2 separate regions of the Mus musculus genome follow, and region 2 is linked to region 1. A link is a contact called in public HiChIP or PLAC-seq data. All regions are on one chromosome and are shown on one strand. Each heading gives the region's core, a stretch centred on a gene start, on an enhancer-like site or on the middle of the called end of the contact. The rest is flanking DNA. Distances are from core to core; before and after follow the strand shown.

The links. HiChIP or PLAC-seq counts read pairs in DNA pulled down with a chosen protein or histone mark.
Region 2: a contact with region 1 is called in an H3K27ac HiChIP or PLAC-seq map of heart atrium, with 8 times the contacts expected there. The contact joins two enhancer-like sites. A contact is called at or near these places in 1 of 15 datasets of contacts at CTCF or cohesin (the NIH/3T3 cell line), 17 of 484 Hi-C or Micro-C datasets (the C10 cell line, CD4 T cells, the G1E-ER4 cell line and 9 more) and 2 of 115 datasets of contacts at active chromatin or transcription factors (embryonic fibroblasts and heart atrium).

The regions. Positions count from the first base shown.
Region 1 is chr5:74,298,441-74,302,755 of GRCm38.p6, forward strand. All of the region lies in intron 5 of Scfd2 (Sec1 family domain containing 2), which reads right to left. Among named protein-coding and RNA genes, the nearest start is that of Gm32064, 16 kb to the right of the region's middle. Within about 2 kb of position 1,866, at least 34 of the 459 cell types and tissues checked have an H3K27ac peak or open chromatin away from gene starts, as enhancers often do. A contact at or near this core is called in heart atrium, where this site is marked.
Region 2 is chr5:74,921,559-74,925,873 of GRCm38.p6, forward strand. No RefSeq gene overlaps it. Among named protein-coding and RNA genes, the nearest start is that of Gm52779, 21 kb to the right of the region's middle. Within about 2 kb of position 1,968, at least 10 of the 459 cell types and tissues checked have an H3K27ac peak or open chromatin away from gene starts, as enhancers often do. A contact at or near this core is called in heart atrium, where this site is marked.

The DNA.
Region 1 (4,315 bases), core at 616-3,115:
GGAGACGCTGGGTCCTGGAGGCCATGGACCTGTCATAGGTGGCTAGAGAGCGAGTCTAAGAGGAGCCCAAAAACCCGCACAGTGGGAAGGCCTAGAGGCAGGTCAGTGAGAACACACAGCTGAGCTCTCGAGCCCCATGCTCATTTTTCTCCCATATCTAAATTCCAAGATAATTTCACACAAGAACAGAGATTTCTAACATCTCTTGAAAAATCCCATCTTGTAGCCCTGAGCCCACATTCCTTCCACCTTGGCACTGATAGCATTGATGGCAATTGTTCTTTTAGGGGTGATTTGGTCCCTTACCATCCACATTACCTGTGTGACTTACACTACCTATGTGAAGACGAGCCCTGTGAGCTAGCCCTGATCTACTGGAATAGGTTAGAAGTCCAGCCACACTGTGGACAGAGGAGCAAGGAGAATGCCAGTTTCAGTGCTGAGTCTCCACAGTCTCCGGACAAAGCATAAAGGACCTCAGCACCCAGTCCCGGCCTGTCTTCCAGGCGGCCTCAGCACCCAGTCCCGACCTGTCTTCCAGGTGGCCTCAGCACCCAGTCCCAGCCTGTCTTCCAGGTGGCCTCAGCACCCAGTCCCGGCCAGTCTTCTAGGCAGCTTGCTGAGCATTTTCTGGCCACCTGCACCTTTGAGCCCTTCATGTTTCTGTGCTTGGCATGGAAGTGTACACTTGAACCCCACTGCTCCAGAAACAGAGGCAGGAGGCCAGTCTGGGCTACATGTGAGACCTTACCTCACAAATTAAAACACCTTTATGACTGATTGATAACTATCTCCTTGAGTATTAAGTTAAACAAAACTGTATATATCACTGATTTGATTTTTAAGAGAGTGCTGTAACTCTGAGATTTAAAAAAGTCATACACAGGAGGAAAAAACCCCCTAGAGACCCTGTATCTGAAGAGACAGTGTTTCTCCTTGAGAGGGAAGGCTGAAGACTTTAAAAAGTAAAGTCCACGGGTGCTAGGCAGAAGAGCTGTGCTGTCTGCTAGTCCCCTCAGATTAGATTAGATTCTCCTCAGGGGGAAGCCGTGGGCAATCTGAGACAAGGTCTCTTGAGATTGACCCCAACCAATGTTTTGAGCACATCCGTCCTGTCCCTACATTAACATCCCTCCTGCCTTCCCCCTCTCCATCTGTATCCTCTCTCCCTCCCATTCTCAACTTATAGCTCTGAATGTCTGATGTTCTCTGCTATCTCTGTGTCCTTCTCTCCTAGAAAACTATTTATTTCGCAAGCCCCCTCACCTGAGCCAGCACCGCTGACTTTAAGGAGAGGGGTGGGGCAAGGCTAGAACATTTGTTGGTCCCTTGCTCTGGTGTGTGGGCCCCTTGAAGACAGGCATGCGCTTCCCCAGTGCTCTGTACTCTGTTGGCCCAGTTGGGAGTCTGACTTCTAGTCTCCATGTGTTTGTACTGTGTTAGTTTTAGACAACCCCCTGGAGTTCTATGAAAGGGTTGAAGTGAGACTAAATGTTGTGAGGTGCATTTGGTCAGGAGGGACAGCATGTGCAGCCTAGGGACAGGAAAAGGGCCCTCTTGGTTAAAAAGGTTAAATGATTATCCATGCAGGCCTCTTCAGGTCTTCTGCATGGATAATCTGAAGGGCGAACACACTTCTAGAAATGGGCCCAAGAGGACTTTCAACCCCAGGGGGATTCTCATTAGCAGGAAGTAAACAAGAAGTATGCCCTGAATTTAGAAAATAAAGAGTTTCCAATAAATGTCTGAAATAGTTCTGGTTCCTAAGTATCATTATGCCCTTCAAAATGAATGCCCCAGGAGGCCTGCCTTCTAATCAGCACACGTGCTTGTCAGAGCTGGCTATAAAAAGAAGCAGTACTTAGGCGTCCACTCCTCCACCACAGAAGGAAACTGAATAACAGCATACACACGCTATGTGGCCAGTGGGGGAGACCTGTGGGCTCTGCTTCAGAACAGCTCTTGTGCTGAGCAGTCCAATCTGCTGGGCACCTAGCAACCCGAGACTACCAGACTGGAGAGTGTGCAGTGGAGACATAAACAAGTGTTGCATGGAAACCAGGGTGGGAGCCCTGGGGACCAGTGTCTGCTGACCAGGGAAACAGGAGGGCAATTATCTCTCCATCCACTGTCACTGTCATCAGAGTACATCCCATAACTATCATTTAAATGCTACATGCCCAATGCCACTTTCTAAGTTTAATCCCTGCCACCCTACAGGGTAGGTTGCATTCTGATTCCTTTTGTCAGACGAGGAAACTGTTGTGGACGGTGACTTATTGGAGGTCACAGTGTTAATCGAGAAGGAGCCTGCTAGAGTGGGACAGAGGGGCCAAAGAAGGGCTGGAGGGTAGGTAGTAGCCAAGCTCAATCTTTGCAAACACTCTCTGAGAAAGCATCCTGGAGGCTAGGCAGGGCAAGCCCCTGAGGACAGGCCATGTACCACTCACTGGAAGGAAGGGGGCAGAGCATCCAAGCCCTGCTCACAGCCGGCGGGTGTTTGGGGTTAAGCCCCTCCTTCTTGACCAGCAGACACAGTCGTGGATAGATGGGGATTTTCACTCCTAACTAAGGCAGCACAAATTGATGAGATCCACAAATCCTGTACTTTTCCAAAATTCTACGGGGAATGAACATTGGTTGCCCACAACTGCTGATATCTGATGTTGGGAAAGCCCCTGGCTGGCTTTCTGGGGTCAAGCATTTGACCCTGCTCGACAAGAACCCAAACCATGGCCAGCTCTGTACCCACAGTCATGGGGTCTTTCCTAAAGATGTGTTTGTGAGGTCACCTCCTCCTCATTCATGAGACATCAGCAAGCTCTTTGTTGGCAAGATTATGAAATATAAATTCACCAGCCCCTCTGTTAGGAATGATGATTCATTTCTTGTTTGTATCTATATCCCAAAGCCTTTTGTTTCCATTAAGGTATAATAAGATAAACAATAAAACTTTCACCCATAAATCCAAAGACTGTCTTGCTTACAAAGATGGTGTGTGTGTGTGTGTGTGTGCTCGCGTGCACATGCACTTAACTGAGGTAAAGCTAGCCTTTCAGTGTGATTATAGGAACTACTGAATTGTCTCCATGGTGTGTATTCAAGGGCCAAGGGCAGCATTCACCATGAGAGCTTTCTGCTACATACTTCACAGGAACAAGAGCAGCACTTGTCTTTAAACACACACTGCAGTATGCTCAGCACTCTACCCTAAACTCATCATGAGGGGAGAAGGGGACAGAGTTCTGCCTGCTGCTGGCAAAGGTCCCCATGGCCACCTCCCCTCCAGTGCTCACTGCCTCATAGCACAGTTGCTTGAGCACCAGCAGGCCTTGCCTGACACAGCCTATGGCCTGCCTTTTCCACACCTGCCACCCAAGGCTCCTGGTCATTCCTTATCAGTCTGGCTCTCAATCTGTTTCCAAACATGTTGGCTCTGGCTGTTTGCCTCCCAGCATAGCTCTCCGGATCTCTGTTCTTTCTGAAATTCATGCCTCCATGTTCCCAATTTCTCTGCTTTCCTTTGCATTTTCATACTCCACTTAGATGTAAGCTTTCTTCTTGCTGACTCCCACAATGGTTGCTTACTCTTCCTTAAATCTTACACCCTGAGACTGGAGGAAGGAGACAGTCTTCATTAATAGAAGTTTCAAGGAAACTCCCTGATTCTAGATAGGGCCATTAGAAGGCAACTGTTTTCAAAGAACAAAGCACAACTCAAGAACAAGGATGCAGCTTGTCTGGGTGGAATTATATTACAAAACCCGAGGTGCTTTTTCAAGTCCACTGTCTCGTCTAGAATGACCTGCTTTGTGGAGGAGACTAAGGCATGTTTACAGCCTGCTTGAGTTCATACAGTGAAATAACTAAGGACATGGGAGTGCTTCCAAAAGCTATCACACAAAACCCACTCTCCTGCATGAGCCCCTAATGTGCTGATGGGTAGTTAGGAAGGTACACAGACACTGAGACAGGGAAAAGCTGGTGGAGGCCCTCAGATGTGCACACAAGCCACTAGAAGAAGCCAGATACCAGATCATATATCTTTTTTGCACCACCAAGGGGGAAGTACACTGAGGCCACTTAATCAACTTTTGGCAACATCAGTAGACAGTTCTGCCTGAGTATATGACGTGGAACTGAAATATTTCTCTTGGACTTTGAATCCAGTCCACTGTTTGTGCCTATTACAATACTGTTAGCTGCTAGCTGCTTTCTATAGCGTATGCCCCCAAAACGTGGCTAGGCATTCAAGTTCAGCACTTTTGTAGACCTGTCTTATTCCCCTCTCCCTTCTAGACACCTTTTACTATTT
Region 2 (4,315 bases), core at 718-3,217, 620 kb after region 1:
TAGAGCAGCCCAAGAAGGTCAGAAGAGGGAAACAATACAACTGGAGTTACAGACATTTTGAGTTCCCATGTGGGTGCTGGGAAACACACCCAGGTTCTCTGCAAGAGCAGCAAGTGCTTTCAACTGCTGTGCCATTTTCCCAGCTCTGTCCCTCTTCTTCTGTCCGAGGTCATTATGATAGTCTTTGACATATCTTCTCTGCTTCCTTCTAGGAGGGAGAAACAGGAGGATTGCCAAGTACTTGAGGGCTTTCTTGTCCAAATGAGACCTTATGTCAAAAAAGAAATAAAATAAATAATAAACAAACAACAAAAGGTACTCCTTATAGGACAGATTCATTCCCTCCCTCCCTCCCTCCCTTCCTCTCTCCCTCCCTCCCTTCCTCTCTCTCTCCCTCCCTCCCTCCTTCCCTCCCTCCCTCCCTCTCTCCTTTATTCTTTGGAAGATTCATAGATGTCTATGATGCATCTTACTCGTATTACTCTACCCCTTTCCCTCCTACTCCCCTTAGCTCTCTCCACAGTATAAATCCTTTCTAGCTTCATGTCCTCTCTGCTTTTTTTTTTTTTGTTTGTTTGTTTTGTTTTCTGTTTTATAATCCACTGATGACAATCAGTGCTCCCCATAGGCAAATGAAGTGACGTCACCCACTGGAATATGGGCAACCTGTCAGTCGCCAATTCTCAAAGAAAAATGACTCACTCTCTCCCAGCTGCTATCAACTGCCAACAGCCCCTGAGCTAGGGATGGGCATCGCAGGAGCCCTACCAAGTTCCATGATGGAATTTCTAGCTGGTTTGATCTTACACAGATAACCACCGTTGCTTTGCATTCTAGTGTGCACCAGCCACGCCACTCTCAGAGGAAGTGTTTCCTGGAACTCCTCCCTATCCTCTGGCTCTGGCATTCTCTGTCTTCCTCTGCAATGGTCCCTGAGCCCTTCTGGTGGTGAGGTCTCAATGTAGAAGTCCCTTCTAGACCAGAGCACTCAGTCACATACTCTCAGCTCTTTGAACAAATGGCTCTGAGTCTCTGCATTAACCACTGCCTGCTGCAATAAGAAGCTTCTTGGGTCACAGTTGAGAGCAGCACAAATACATGGACATTAATATTTAGAAGGCAGTGTAGTGGGGACTGGAGAGATGGCTCAGCCATTAAGAGCACTGGCTGCTCTTCCAGAGATCCTGAGTTTAATTCCCAGCAACCACATGGTGGCTCACAACCATCTGTAATGGGTATCCGGTGCCATCTTCTGCTGTGTCCGAACAGTGACAGTGACAGTGTACTCACATATATGAAATAAAAAATATGGCTGGAGTGAGTGGGACTGGAAAAAAGTAAAAAAAAAAAAAACAACTTATTTTTTAAAAGAAAGTAATTTAGCAATATTCAGCAAAACATCAGTGGGCGAGCCATGAGTTTTGAGCATGTTTGCAGCTCCAAATATGAATTCCTTCCTGTGGAACGGGTCTCAGGAGAACGACAGGCTGCTCCCCCACGGCAGCCTTGCCACTATTACATCATTGCATTAGTACTGCTGGCGCAGGTCAGGATTGTAGCACACAGGATGCAGCACAGATGAGACCACTGATGTCCTCTCTCCCCAGCAGCCTGCCTCGCACCCTCTAACCCTATGAAAGCAAGCTGCTGCTGCCTTCCTTTGGTTTTTATAACCCTCCAAAAATGCACATTCCACCTTTGGTTTTGAAATATTTTTTCTTTCTGGAAACAAGCATAGAGCCCAACACACGCTAGGGACCCAGCGAACAGTGTAGAAGGAACTGACAAGCCCACAAGTCCCTTCCTGGTGTCCTGACCACACTGAGAAAGACTGTGAGCATGCCAGGGAGAAGCAACTTGGGACCATTGAGAGGTGGGACTAGTGGCAGAGTGACAGGGGCCATGCTGGGGGGTTGGGGAACTAGCCTGCCCTGGAAGGCTAGTGCCTCTTTCCTGAAGCATTAAAGAAGGCTCCCCCACCCCAGGAAAGTCTGGCAATAACACCCAACTTCAATTCTAGACAGTCCACAGTGTTTTCGTGGCTGGCTGGCAGAACCCTAGCCAAGAAAGGGTTGCTTGGGGACATATCTCTGGAGTCCGGTCAGAAAGTGGGAAGGGGGACTTCCACACTCCTGTGAAAGGGGTCAGAGGAGGGACATCATCTAAGGATAGTGACAACAGCAATCCAGTGTTGATTTTGGAGCTCTGGATCAAAACAACTTGTATGAAAAGTAAAATAAAATAAAATAAAATAAAATAAAATAAAAAATAAACAGAGGAGGCCAAGCTACCAGTCCCATTACTAGACTTAGGATTTAAGAGCACACTGTACTCTGGACTGAAGGTTCGACTGGGAGAATCACAGATTCTCACCATTCAAATGACCTGTGATCTGCTTGCATTTTGTCTGGGGGTTTGGTTAGTTGATTTTTAGGTGCAGGGTCTCACTCTCCTGCCTCTGCCTTCCAAGTGCTGAGACCACAGGTATGCAGCACCACAGCCTCTCTGTGTATGCCTGCCACTTCTGTCTCAAATCCTCTCCCGGTGCGTGCCCTGCCGCCTTGTCACCACTGGACCTCCTCCCTCAAGTTCCAGTTTACATAGCCAACACCCATTGTTTTGAACACTTGTATTACCTCAATTTGAACTGACTGGAGCACTCTTAATTCAGAACTTCCATTAAAATAGAAAATAATAAAAGTCCAACAGGAAAGCAACCCAGCAGCACAGGTGGCTCCCTGCAGCAGAGCCTGACAAGCCAAGGACAACTCCAGCTGGAGCTGGCTTGTGCTCTGGGTGAGAGTTGAACTCTCAGCCCCTCCAGGAAGTTCCTTCTCCAGCAGGCACTGAGAAGGGAGTCTCAGCTCAAGCTCCTTGCTGCTGTGCAAGCTGGTTCTCGAACCAGCAGCACCTGGGACCTTCAGAAATGAAGAATCTCTGTGACTTTAGATAAGGGAGAGATTTCTAGTGCAGAGCTGCACACGCATAAGCATCAGAGGGAGACAGACGAGACGTCAGAGAGAATGCAAGTCTGTGTGTGCTTCAAAGGGAACTCCTAAAGTGAAGAGCTGAGGATGAGGCTCGGGGAACAGTACCTGCCTAGCACACACAAGCTCTGTGTTCAATTCCCAGCAACAAACAGGCGCGCTCGCACACACACCCACACATACACACACACTCACACACACACACACACACACACACAAACACACTCACATGCTCACACATGTTCATGTAATCTTGGGCAGGCAGGTTATAAACCGGTTTGGGAACTTCTCAAAACAGAAACATGTGTGGTCGGCAGCCATCATCTGCAGGGATGAAAATGTCACAGTGAAGCATGTTCTTTGAACCATTAACACAGTCTAAGGAACACTTTGTAAAATTAAAAGATGGGGCTGGGACTGTAGCTCAGTGACAGAGCAGTTGCTCCACACACATGACACCTGCCCTAGGTACCATCTCCAATAATACAAAGGAGGGGGTGGCTGTTTTGTTTTGTTTTAAACCAAGAACGATGGTTCTGCTAGTAGGACCTGCAGTCCCAGCTACCTGAGAGCATATATAGTAGGAGGAACACTTGAGCCCAATCTAGCAAGTACAGTGAGACCCATCTGAAGGAATGGGGGGAGGGAGGCAGGGAGGGAGGGAGGGAGGGAGAGGAAGAGAGAGCAGAGTTATCGTATAAATTCATGGTCCCAAACCACGGTCACTCCAGCTCCGGGATATCCAACACTCTCTTTCAGGGGGCACTGAACTCTCACACGCATGTGCTCATACACACACACAAATAACTTTAAACTATATAAATAAACATTTAATGTAACCCAATGCAACCGAAAGGATCCAGCGTTGATTGGTTGGCACTACAGTGTGGCTGACCTTGAAAGCACCACAGTTAGTAAGACAGCCCAAGGCACCCAGAAGACGTTTCCTGAGCCATTCTGCTTGGCTTTTGTGCTTCATCTGGTTTGGTTGGATGGTTTTAAGATAGGATTTCCTTAGGTAGTCCATGCTGTCCTGACACTCACTATGTGACCCAGAACGGCCTCCACCTCAGGATCCTGCTGCCTTAGACCACTCTCCCCATCAAGTGTACAGTACCACACTGGGTATTTGATAGCATTTGTGCAAATCCATAGACACACAAGTTGGCTTTCATGGCTAAAAGAAAGGCAAATGGCAAGGACAGCCAGTACGCATGAGACGTCTTGTGGCAGTGACGAAGACATTCTGGAGTTAAAGTGACCCCACTTTATGCAGTTCCAATTACCCAGGGTCAATAGTGGTGTAAAGTCAAGCGAAAAGTTACAGA